Linked DNA regions of Mus musculus: region 2 is linked to region 1. Evidence: chromatin contacts called from public HiChIP or PLAC-seq data. All regions are on one chromosome and are shown on one strand. Each heading gives the region's core, a stretch centred on a gene start, on an enhancer-like site or on the middle of the called end of the contact. The rest is flanking DNA. Distances are from core to core; before and after follow the strand shown. Region 1 overlaps Gm1604a (predicted gene 1604A). Region 2 holds the start of Tagap (T cell activation Rho GTPase activating protein).

Region 1 (5,225 bases), core at 1,767-4,266:
TTTCAGTTTCAAATAAATTTTATGCACTTATCCAGATACCATCAAAAACAATAAGAATGTGTGGCAGAATTAAAACTAGAAAAGCAAGTGGCTTAATCCCCACTTTTATAGCTCAGGTCCATTCCCTGCATGCAGTAATCCCAAAGCCTTTTTCTTCTCTTTCCTTCATGTTACACCACACACACGTGTACACCTGTTTACACATATGCATATATTATTGGTTAGATCCCAAGAAGGGCTCTCCAACAGGCCCGAGCATGGCAAACATGGACCAGCAGGTTTTGTCCTTTCTCCCTCCCTCTCCTAAAGCCAGCCCCCAAGTTCTATCACTCCCTTATTTGACCACTGGCTCATTCCTGAGATGAAAACACTGAGGTCCAGCGATCAAACTTCATTATTTGGCTCCACTGGCTAACCTCTCCAGTCAGGACTCAACTTAGCACAGACTTCCCATTTTCTCCTTAAAACTCGCCCCTGCAGAAACACCTGCTGTGTGCTTTTGTCTGATCTAGAGGGTCCAGAGGCAGCCCAGCCCCCTCCCCATTCCACCCTACCCCACCTCACCACTGCATCCCTGATTGTCTCTTTGGGGTAACAAATCTCCTTTGTGCTGAGGATTTGGTATCTGGGTGAGTTTTGTACTGACCATGAGGGGCCCCCTTACACTCCATATATGAGCGAGAACACATGGTGTTCTTCTTTCTGAGAGAGCGCTTAATGTTGTACACTCTAAGACCATCCATTTTCTGCAGATTTTTTAACTTCATTTTTCTTTACAGCTGAATAGTATTCATATATAGATAATATAAATTTTATATTTTATATACTATATGGCAAATTCTCATTATCCATTTGTCTGTTGATGGACAGCTAGGACGATTCCATTCTTTGTAATAGTGAAGAAAGCACCCATAAACAGGGAGATACAGGTATCTCCAGGATGAGTGTGGGAGTCTCTGAATATGTGCTCCGAGGTTTTTTTAAGTCTCCAAACTGATGTCACAATAGTCTTTCTTTCTCCAACGTAGTTGTCAGATTTCTTGGTGGTAGCTTTTCTAATTGGGGTGAGATGGTATCTCAAAGTTATTTTAATTTGCTTTTCCCTAGAGCTAGGAATATCAAACTCTCTCTCTCTCTCTGTCTCTCTCTCTGTCTCTCTGTCTCTCTCTGTCTCTGTCTCCCCTTTCTTTTCTTTTTTCTTTTTTTTGAGAGACATCTATTTGGTTACTTGGTTTGTTTTTCTCTTGTTGGTTGGCAGGTTGGTATTTAACTTCTGCAATTCTTTGCAGATTCTGCCTTGTGTCTGAAGTGGGGCTGGTAAAGCTTTCTCCCATTCTCTGGCTGGCTGTTAACTCTGAGTGCATCCTTTGCTGAACAAAAAGTAGCTATAGCTTGGCTGTTTTAATTAAGCCAAGGCCTTGAAATTGCTCTTTACTGTACAGAACTGTTGACTGTTTGTCAGTAGACTAACCTTGCTCATTCACCTTCAAACCTCTTCTGGACATGAACTTTGCAGGGCGCCATATCTTGAACACAGCTCCAGTCCCCCAATGGCTGTGCTGACAGTACAGTTTGCCTGCCAGACAGCATTCCATCTCACACAAGCAGAAGGCACAAACTACTTTCCCAAAGCAATAAACTGAGACTGTAAATCCCATCGCTCCACATGAGGTGGGTGTGGAGGCAGGCGGGAAAGGATAGATGCGTGTATCAGGAGGCTTTTCATAAAGTGAACCTGGACCATGTGCTATGCCAGCCCCAACTAGTTGCCTGCTGCGGTCTGGTTTCTGTAAATAAGTTATTATTGAAAAGAGTCACACACATCCATTTGTTTACACATAGCCTGTGGTTGAGTTGTATGGCTTCACAATGCCAAAAAAACATTCACTGTATGGTCCTTTACATAGTGTTGCTGGCTCCTAATTTTAGAAAGCTCCAGAGAATGGACTACACAGACACACAGTCTGAGCAAAGAGGAGTGCTCCTGTTCTGTATGGCGGTGCATGCGCAGATGAACCCTTTGTTTATGCCTACATAAAACAGTAACCAATCTAAAAGGTTCAAATCCCCCCCAATCCAGGAAACTCTGAACCCTACCCAGTATAAAATTTATATGAGTTGCTCTGTGATCATTAAAAGTATTCAGGTAACAAACGGCCTTAACTATGAAGAAGGCAAACAAAGACTTGGGCTTCTGATTCTGGGCTTTGATTTATGACTGTTTAGAGCAGTGGCTCTCAACCTTCCTAAGTCTGTTCTTCATGTTCTTCATGTTGTGGTGACCCCAACCATAAAATTATTTTGCTGCTACTTCATAAGTATAATTTTTCTACTGTTAGGTATTATAATGCAAATATCTGATAGGATGTTGTGGTTGCGACCCCCTAGGTTAAGAACCACTGGTTTAGAGTGGTCCACTCTCATCGATGAAATGCAACTGATTTTCCCATAAGAACATCTAAAGAGAAAAGCTGGGATTCAGTATGGCCCATGTAAAGGCTCCTTTCAAACTATGACATGGTGAACAGATATTGGTTCTTGGGGAGCAGAGGGCTGTGGTTGAAACTGCACATTCACATTGCGATGTTTAATAAAGGGGCTTACAGGAAGGCAGGGGAGATTCTGTGAGGGCTCATAAATCAACACATTTCAGAATTTAAACAGGGGCATGTTCACCAAAACAACCAAAGTCAAAGGGACTTAAGGCTCAGGATGAAATGGTTAGAAAAGTGGAGGGGGTGGCGGGACACAGATTATGAAAAAGGAGCCAGCAGTGGACAAAGGAGAGGCCAGTGTTTTCAGGCTGAGACGGGAGCAGAGCAGAGCGGTGGCTCCTCCCTGTCACATGTTGTCAGCACATGCCATTTCATTCCTCTGGAACTTTCTCTCACCACCCCAGCCCGCCATTGTCCCTGTGAGCCTTCAGGTTCTGGCTCAGTTGACACCTTTGCAGAGAGCCCTTCACTGCCACCAAATCTAACATCCTGTCCAATGCGTGGGTAGCAGGAAGAGGTCACACGAGCTACTGGAGGCGTTGGTTCCCTGCATCACTGGCTCCTTGCCACCTACACACTCCTTCTGCCCAGGCCAGAGCCGCTTTCACTTTTTATTCATGAATACGTCTGTGGGTGATGAAGAATTCAAACATCCATGGATTTAAATGTACACAGTCTGGATCCATATCTCCCTCTCCTGAGGAGAGTTGTTTAGGAAGCTGGGATGAGAGCAGACACATAATGACCTATCATGTGCCACCACCTGGCATGACGCCCCACACGTAGTAGGTGTTCATCAAATGCTGACTGAAGAAAGGAAGGTGGACCAATCTTAGCAAACTTTGCAGTGCTTTGGGGACTTTCTGGGGGATCCTGCTACTGCTGTTGGGGTTTTGTTGGCCAACTCCCAGGAGCGACATTCTCAAAAGTCTGTGGCTAGTAAGAGGATTAGACCAGGAGCCCGACACTCTGTTCCCTACAGTGTGACTACTTAACTATTGTGTTGTGTGGCCTGGCACACGGTCCTGTGCCAATACTGTAAATAGAGATTTTTCTGTCTTCAAATAAGTTTGAGCCCTCCAAAGCGTTAACACTGTCCACACAGATTAATCCCAATTGTTAATATGAACTTTTCTTTTGTCAGACCCGAAATGCTGGAATCATTTTCTTCATTGGATACATTTATTTCTTGGTTAAAAACAAAGCAAAACAAAACAAAACAAAACAACAAAACACCTTCCACCCATTGGTATGAATTACGCTGTTCCACACCAAACAATAAAAGCCAAAGTGGCTGTTCAGTAAATTATGAGGAGTTTCTGGAGAACACAGAAATGGAACCCCACCAAAGCCTCTCTTGGCAAACAAGCCCTTGACCATGGGCTTGGTTTCTTTGCTTCTTGCTTTCTCGTTGATGGCTTTGTCACCTCTCAATCCTGGCTACGGGGCCTGGCTCGCCAGGCTTCATTCCTGTTCCTCAGCTATGCTTTCAGGAAAAGACGTTTTGTCCCCTGCTTAACTCAGGTTGGATGTGGTTCATCTAAAGATAATTACACACAAGCACATACACATACATACACATCACACATACACACATGTCACATGCACACACAAAACCACACACATATACTTACACACACTCACACATACACACATACACACAAACACACACACACACTGTAATGGGTCAGAAATCAATATGTGACTCCATTCTGACCAATGAAATGCCAGGAAAAGGTCTCTATTAAATGTGATTGTGTGTGTGTGTTTCTGTCTGTCTGTCTGTCTGTCTGTCATCCTTTAGCCCCTCCCACTCCTGTGAGTCTTCAGGACAGTAGAAGAGGGCATGAGCATCATGGGAGCCACGTGCCACATGAGGTCCAGAAACCACAAGATGAGCAGGAAGAGTCACTGCCAGCTGTGGGAAGCCCTGGCATTTTTGACCTGTCTTTTCACTACCAGGCCATTGCTTTTGTGGTCCAGCCCCACCCAGGTCTGCTCATCATCTCTCATAGACTTTCTACTCTCCATACAGAACTTCAGGTCTCATGTTGTCTTCGTTTCTCCGAAGTCAGGCTGGAAAACATGATGTTGAGGATTATGAATGAAAACTAAATAAGAATTGTTTGAATACCAATAAACTGCATGGATTTCTCTATTTGTTAACTGGAATAAACAGAAACAGAAGATTGCTTAAAATCAGGATGTAATAGACAAAATCAGGCATAACAGACAATCATATGAACACCTGGAGAGGTGGCTGGGTGCTTAAGATTGAGTTCTGGGGAATGGGGAGATGGCTCAGCACTTAAGAACACTGGCTGTTCTTCCAGAGGATCTGAGTTCAATTCCCACACCCAGATAGTGGCTCACACCCAATATACTCCAGTTCTAGGATGTTTGACACCTTGTTCTGGCCTCTACCGGTGCCAGACGTGCATGAGATACACAGACATACATGCAAGCAAATCACCCATACACATAAAAATAAGTAAATCATTTTTTTAATGAGTGCTGTCTTTAATGAGTGAGGTTTTTTTTAGAGGATTGCAGTTCAGTTTCCAGTAGCTCACAACCACCTGTAACTCCAGCTCCAAGGGAATTGGATGCTGCCGGTCTCTTTAGGCATCTGCGCACATGTGTGTACACACACATACACATGCACAGAGACACAGATACACATATACACAGAGAGACACACACATACACACACACATACACATGCACAGA
Region 2 (5,225 bases), core at 1,102-3,601, 33 kb after region 1:
TCTTTCCGATGGGTTCTGTTATCAACAGTGGGGTTCTATAAAAGCCAACATTCTTCTGCTTTACAAATGTGAGGTCCCAGGTTACACTTTTCTGTTGCCATGGTTACTGCTGGATGGGGGGGCAGGGGAAACTAGTAACTCAACAACTCTGTCAGTTACTAAAAGCTGGACATGGATGGTCTGTGGAGAGTTATAGACACAAACTCTCAATGTCAATGTAGGGTCTGAAGAATGGCTCCATGGCCTCACAAGCGTGAGGAGCTGCGTTGGGATCCCTGATACCCACGGGAAAGCCAGCAAGGCAGTAGGCGCCTATAACCCTAGCCATGGGCAGGGAATGGACAGGGGCGTCACTGGATAATTAATCTAGACAAATTGGTAGACACTCTAAGTCCAGTAAAGAGACCCTGTCTCAAAAGTAAGATAAAACACAGGAAGACATTTAACTGTGGCCTCCATAAGCATGCCTGCACAGAACCCTGGCATTGCATACCATACACATACATGTCACACACACACACACAGCACATATATACACACACAAATCTGTTGCTGTAGCTGTTTCTGTGGGTCACCACATCATTGACGGTACGAAATGCGTTTTATTTATTACTAACAAAAGTGATAATAATTCTGAAGTTTCAGGACTGTGCCCTAAATCTGCGTCTCTGCTAGCTAAGTGTCCCTCATGCGGGCCCCTGACCTGACAAAGCGGGTATAGACAAATGAACCACTTGAAGTTACCCTGAGGGAAAGCATAGACTGCTTTGGCGCTCGGGATTAGAAGGCCCAGCTGAGTGACTTGAGCAGCTATGGCCAGAGGAGCTCTAGTTGTCTGGCCTGTGACACAGGAAGGCCCACTTCAGCTAAGAGTGCTGATAACTATGTGCAGTGAGGCTCTTGAAATACAAGTATGTGGCATATATAAAGGTGTTAGGTATGACTTAGCGGGCTCACATTTTAACCTCGGTATTCAGAGTTCATGGTAACGCCAAGAATGAGGGCTGGTGTCCCCAAGGCCAGTGTTTACACCGAGGCACGGGAACCTTCCATCTCAAGAAAAGTTTGAGCTGTTTTTTTGGGGGATGCTGCAGATGCTCAGGCTAAGAGTTCTATAACTCAGAAGACGGCTCAGAATTAAGATGAAAAACCTTGTAAAGTGGGCTCCATTTTCACATCATCGAGAGAGCCTTCTGTCTGGTGAGGAGAGAAGGCTTTCTCCAAAGTAGCAGTGTCCTTGACATTAGAGAAGCCCAACACCAATCCTGGATTGGGGTGCAGCTCAGAGGCAGAGTGTGTTCTGAGGGGCAGGTTTTAATCTCCAGCTCCAAAAACATAACGTCTTAGACAATTCTGTGGAATACTACAGAGCCAAACATCAAATTATCCGTGGAATGTTCAAAGCCATAGCTCTGAGGTGGGATGCCAATACACACACACACACACGCACACGCACACGCACATGTACACACACACACACACACACACACACACACACGACCTGATTTGATCTCGAAGGAAGAAGAGGAGGTGACACAACAGAAGATGCCAGATTGGAGGGCAGTTTTACATGCAATATAATTTGCAGCATCTGCATTTCAAACCGTTGTGTTCTTCTAGATTTTCCAAAGATGCTACCATGTTGACAAACATGTGACGCTTTTTGTTCCCTTTACAAAGTTGTTGATCCTAAAATGAACACATCTGTACCCATCTGACTGACTCCGTACTTCACAATAAACTTAGGGCAGTGGTTCTCTACATGAGAAATAAATGAATTTCTCAATGGGCAATTCCCCTAGTTCCAAAGAAACTGGTGTAGCTTTCGAGGGTAATTTTCAAAGAGGGGAAGTCATCCCTCCATCTCCGTCCTGGTTTTATAGCAACACCCTGCACCTAGATGTGCCAATTGATATCTAGTCCTGGATGGAGAGGATGGTGGGTGACCGGGAACAGCACCCAAACAGGACACCCAGAGCAGGGAGGGGCCAGCAGGAACAACTAGAAAGGAAAGTGATGTTTACACACAGAATAATAAAATTTCTCATCCTGCACACACCACCTTTGACATCAACCAGAGCCACTGCCTATGTTCAATATGTCATGGTTTCCACTCCTAGTAGTTTGTAGACATTTTTACTTTGAAATGGGGGGGGTGGGAATTAGGGGGGTTAGGCTTGGAAAGAACCGGCGCTGCCCTAAAAGGAATGAGGAAGTGAGAGCAGAGCAGTCTCTGGCTGGCTTTGGCTGTGTAACAACCCATGATGTTCCTTCCGGCCCCAGTAATATTCTGAGTTTCCACCTGCCCGCCCCCGCCACATATAACACTCAGCACACGAGGCTGAGGGCCCAGTGCCTTGTCTCTGTGGGTGGACTCCTAGGGTCAGAGTGTCATGTTGTGTCTCCCGTTTTCCACAGTTCGCCAGAGGTAAAAAGAGCTCTGGCTGAAGACCGTTGCTGGTAAGTACTGTAGATTAACAGGACAAAACATAAACTGCCTTGTGGGTCGAGGGTCTTGGGTCCCTGAAGTGTCAGGGGCCAGTGCCACTAAAAACAGCTCTATTGAGAAACATGTGTCAGCCTTAGAAGGACTCTGAATGGAGAATGCTAGGGGCTGTGTGTCAGCTGCCAGCTTGGGGGCTTAGGGATTCTGTAAATGTTATCTTTTGTTTCTGTACACTGTATATATTGTCCTGGAGGTAAATTTCTGTCTTACTTGGGTTTCATGAGAGTGCAGAGCTTTTAATATAGTATGTGCGAGCACTCAGAAAAGCAAGTCTTGGTTGTTGTAATGTGTACTCAGGCTCTCCTGATGGGAACTTAGTAACTCGTAACAAAGTTTGGGAGTAGTAAAGGCGTGTGGCTTAAAGAATTTAGGATTAAGTTTCTCAGAGGCTGTTCTTAATCATAGGTGACATTTAGGAAGAAAGACTGATGTTATCTTGCTTCATGGAGTCGTAGGAATTTTTATTTCATTTGGATAGAATAAGACACAATGAAAACTTGGATGAGATTCTCAACGATGCTTCTTAGTGGGAGCCCAGTTTTAGGTGAACACTTTTCTATCCAGTAGCTTTAAGCTCTGGGTCCTTTTTTGTTTTGTTTTGTTTTGTTTTTTGTTTTTTCAAACTGACTTTGAAATTTGAATTTGACTGGACTAGTTATTCTATTTTCTAACTCTTTTCATTTATGATTTGTTGTACACAGGATCAAAGCCTCGAGGTAGTGGACCCCCCTCTTGGACTGTCAGTCTCCATTCCAATGAAGCTGATAAGCAGTCTCGATGGTGTACGTAAGTCCTTTGCACCTACTCATTCATCTTGTCCACAGACAGGGGCTGAAGGACCTTCGCTGATGTTCTTTTTCCTCTCTTTTAGTCAAAAACACTTAATGCTAACAACATGGAGACATTAATTGAATGTCAGTCAGAGGTAAGAAAGTAATGTTTTAAACTTTTTATTTGCACTGTAATTAGATAAAAGACATTCTTTTGTTACTCATTTGGGTTATTTAATTATTGGTGTGAGATGAATATCAGATTATAAACTAAACACGTCTATTGAGATCTTCCAAAATAATGTTGATCTGAGAAGATAAAATACAGAATCAATGCATTTGACTTAATTTTCAAGATGAATAAAAGGCCGTATGTGCATTTTATGGAGAAAGATGGGATGTCTTTGGGTGTCACTATTTTAACTGAAATGCATGTTTTCAGGGTGATATCAAAGTGCCTCCCCTGCTGACATCATGTGAGAGTGAAGACAGCATTTGCCAGCTAACTGGTGAGTTTGAAAACATACTGATCTCTCCTGTGCGCCTAACTAGTGCTCTGTTTGCCAAACCACAGGGCTTTTACTTTACTGAGATTTGGTTTTCTAAGTGTTCTGAGAGAGCGCAGAACATTAACCCTTGACTAAGACAGCCAGAGCTGTAGGAGGGGAGATTCTGTCCGTGGCCAGTGCCCAGGGACACACGGGGTTTCCAAGCGGGCTGCCAAGTCTTAGAACTTGTAAGCTTTGAGGATGGAAGCGTGCACACATTGGAGAAACACATTGCCCTGCCCACCGCTTGCTTCCTTCTCCAGTGGAGACCAAACCTAAGCGCCCGTGAGGCAATTGTTGCTGATCTACAACATCAAAGAATCAGGCATCCTTTCTTACCATCTTTCATAACACATTTCATTACGATATGCATCAGATCTGACCACCCCTCCCAAAGTATCAGGATGGGCCTCTCATTCTTATCTCTCTTCCTCTTGCTGGTACAAAATAGGTAAATGGTCGGGTACTTGGTAAAGTGCCAAGCCTTCGTGGCAACCTGCTTGGAGAACCAAGCTTCTGAAATAAGGCTGGGTCTGGGTGATAGCAGGATTCCCTGGGTGACATAGCGCCCTCTAGCGGTAGTATCTACGGGACTGGAGGTGAACAGCCAGCCCTACCCAGAATCTTCTAAAAGATCTTCGAAAGGAAGCAAAACACTTCCTCTCTGTAATTTTCACATTCAAAGAAATAAATTAAAATACTATCCATCAATCAGAAATACATTCTTTGTAGTCGTTACGAATACGTTAAAATGGGTGGTTTTGACCAGCACCATTGAAATTTCGCTACTTTTCTGTAGTTAAAAGCTGTGCGCATAAAAACAGGAAAGGTGGGGCCTTTGAGGAACACTGGTGTTGATGTTTAGGGACTCGCTACCCTGACAACAGTGTAGTGGTTTGGGGTTGATCTTTCTAGACCACGGTTCATGCCCTTGGCCTTCTCGAATTTTCAACAGTAGGTTGAAAACAGAAGGTTGGTTTTGAGGGCTCTTGTTTTTTGTTTTTTGGTTTTTACTTTTGTTTTTCAACGCGGCAAGCTATAGGGGAGATGATGTAGCCAACATCCATGGTCTCATTTGGATCTTGGCTTGTTAACATAGATTTTTCTCTTTATCTCCTTGTTTCCTTGGCTACAGAAATTAAGAAGAGAAAGAAAGTGCTGTCCTGGCCATCTCTCATGAGAAAGCTCTCTCCTTCATCCGACTTCTCTGGGTCATTGGAACCAGAGCTGAAAGTGTCGCTGTTTGACCAACCCTTGTCGATCATCTGTGGGGAGAACGACACACTTCCCAGACCCATCCAGGTAGGTGTGTGTGGACCCATAAATCTACTTCCCCTTTCCAGTGGGACCTGAAAAGTCTGTGAGAATTCTGAGCATGATGGGCATTGGCCTTCCAAGAAA

Evidence for each region. HiChIP or PLAC-seq counts read pairs in DNA pulled down with a chosen protein or histone mark.
Region 2: a contact with region 1 is called in an H3K27ac HiChIP or PLAC-seq map of CD8 T cells, with 10 times the contacts expected there. The contact joins the promoter of Tagap here to the enhancer-like site in region 1. A contact is called at or near these places in 5 of 39 promoter capture datasets (the 3T3-L1 cell line, the C10 cell line, cranial neural crest and 2 more), 1 of 15 datasets of contacts at CTCF or cohesin (CD8 T cells), 5 of 484 Hi-C or Micro-C datasets (the HPC-7 cell line, bone marrow-derived macrophages and uterus), 7 of 115 datasets of contacts at active chromatin or transcription factors (the 230-238 cell line, CD8 T cells, the HPC-7 cell line and 2 more) and 2 of 9 other capture datasets (adipose tissue and liver).

Annotation. Positions count from the first base shown.
Region 1 is chr17:7,889,910-7,895,134 of GRCm38.p6, forward strand. All of the region lies in intron 4 of Gm1604a (predicted gene 1604A), which reads right to left. Among named protein-coding and RNA genes, the nearest start is that of Tagap, 33 kb to the right of the region's middle. Within about 2 kb of position 3,017, at least 24 of the 459 cell types and tissues checked have an H3K27ac peak or open chromatin away from gene starts, as enhancers often do. A contact at or near this core is called in CD8 T cells, where this site is marked.
Region 2 is chr17:7,923,649-7,928,873 of GRCm38.p6, forward strand. Tagap (T cell activation Rho GTPase activating protein) reads left to right here and starts at 2,352. Exons shown (of 10, transcript NM_145968.2): 1 at 2,352-2,460; 2 at 3,208-3,288; 3 at 3,378-3,431; 4 at 3,719-3,785; 5 at 4,960-5,126. The coding sequence starts at 3,262. The region is part of intron 4 of Gm1604a (predicted gene 1604A); the gene reads right to left.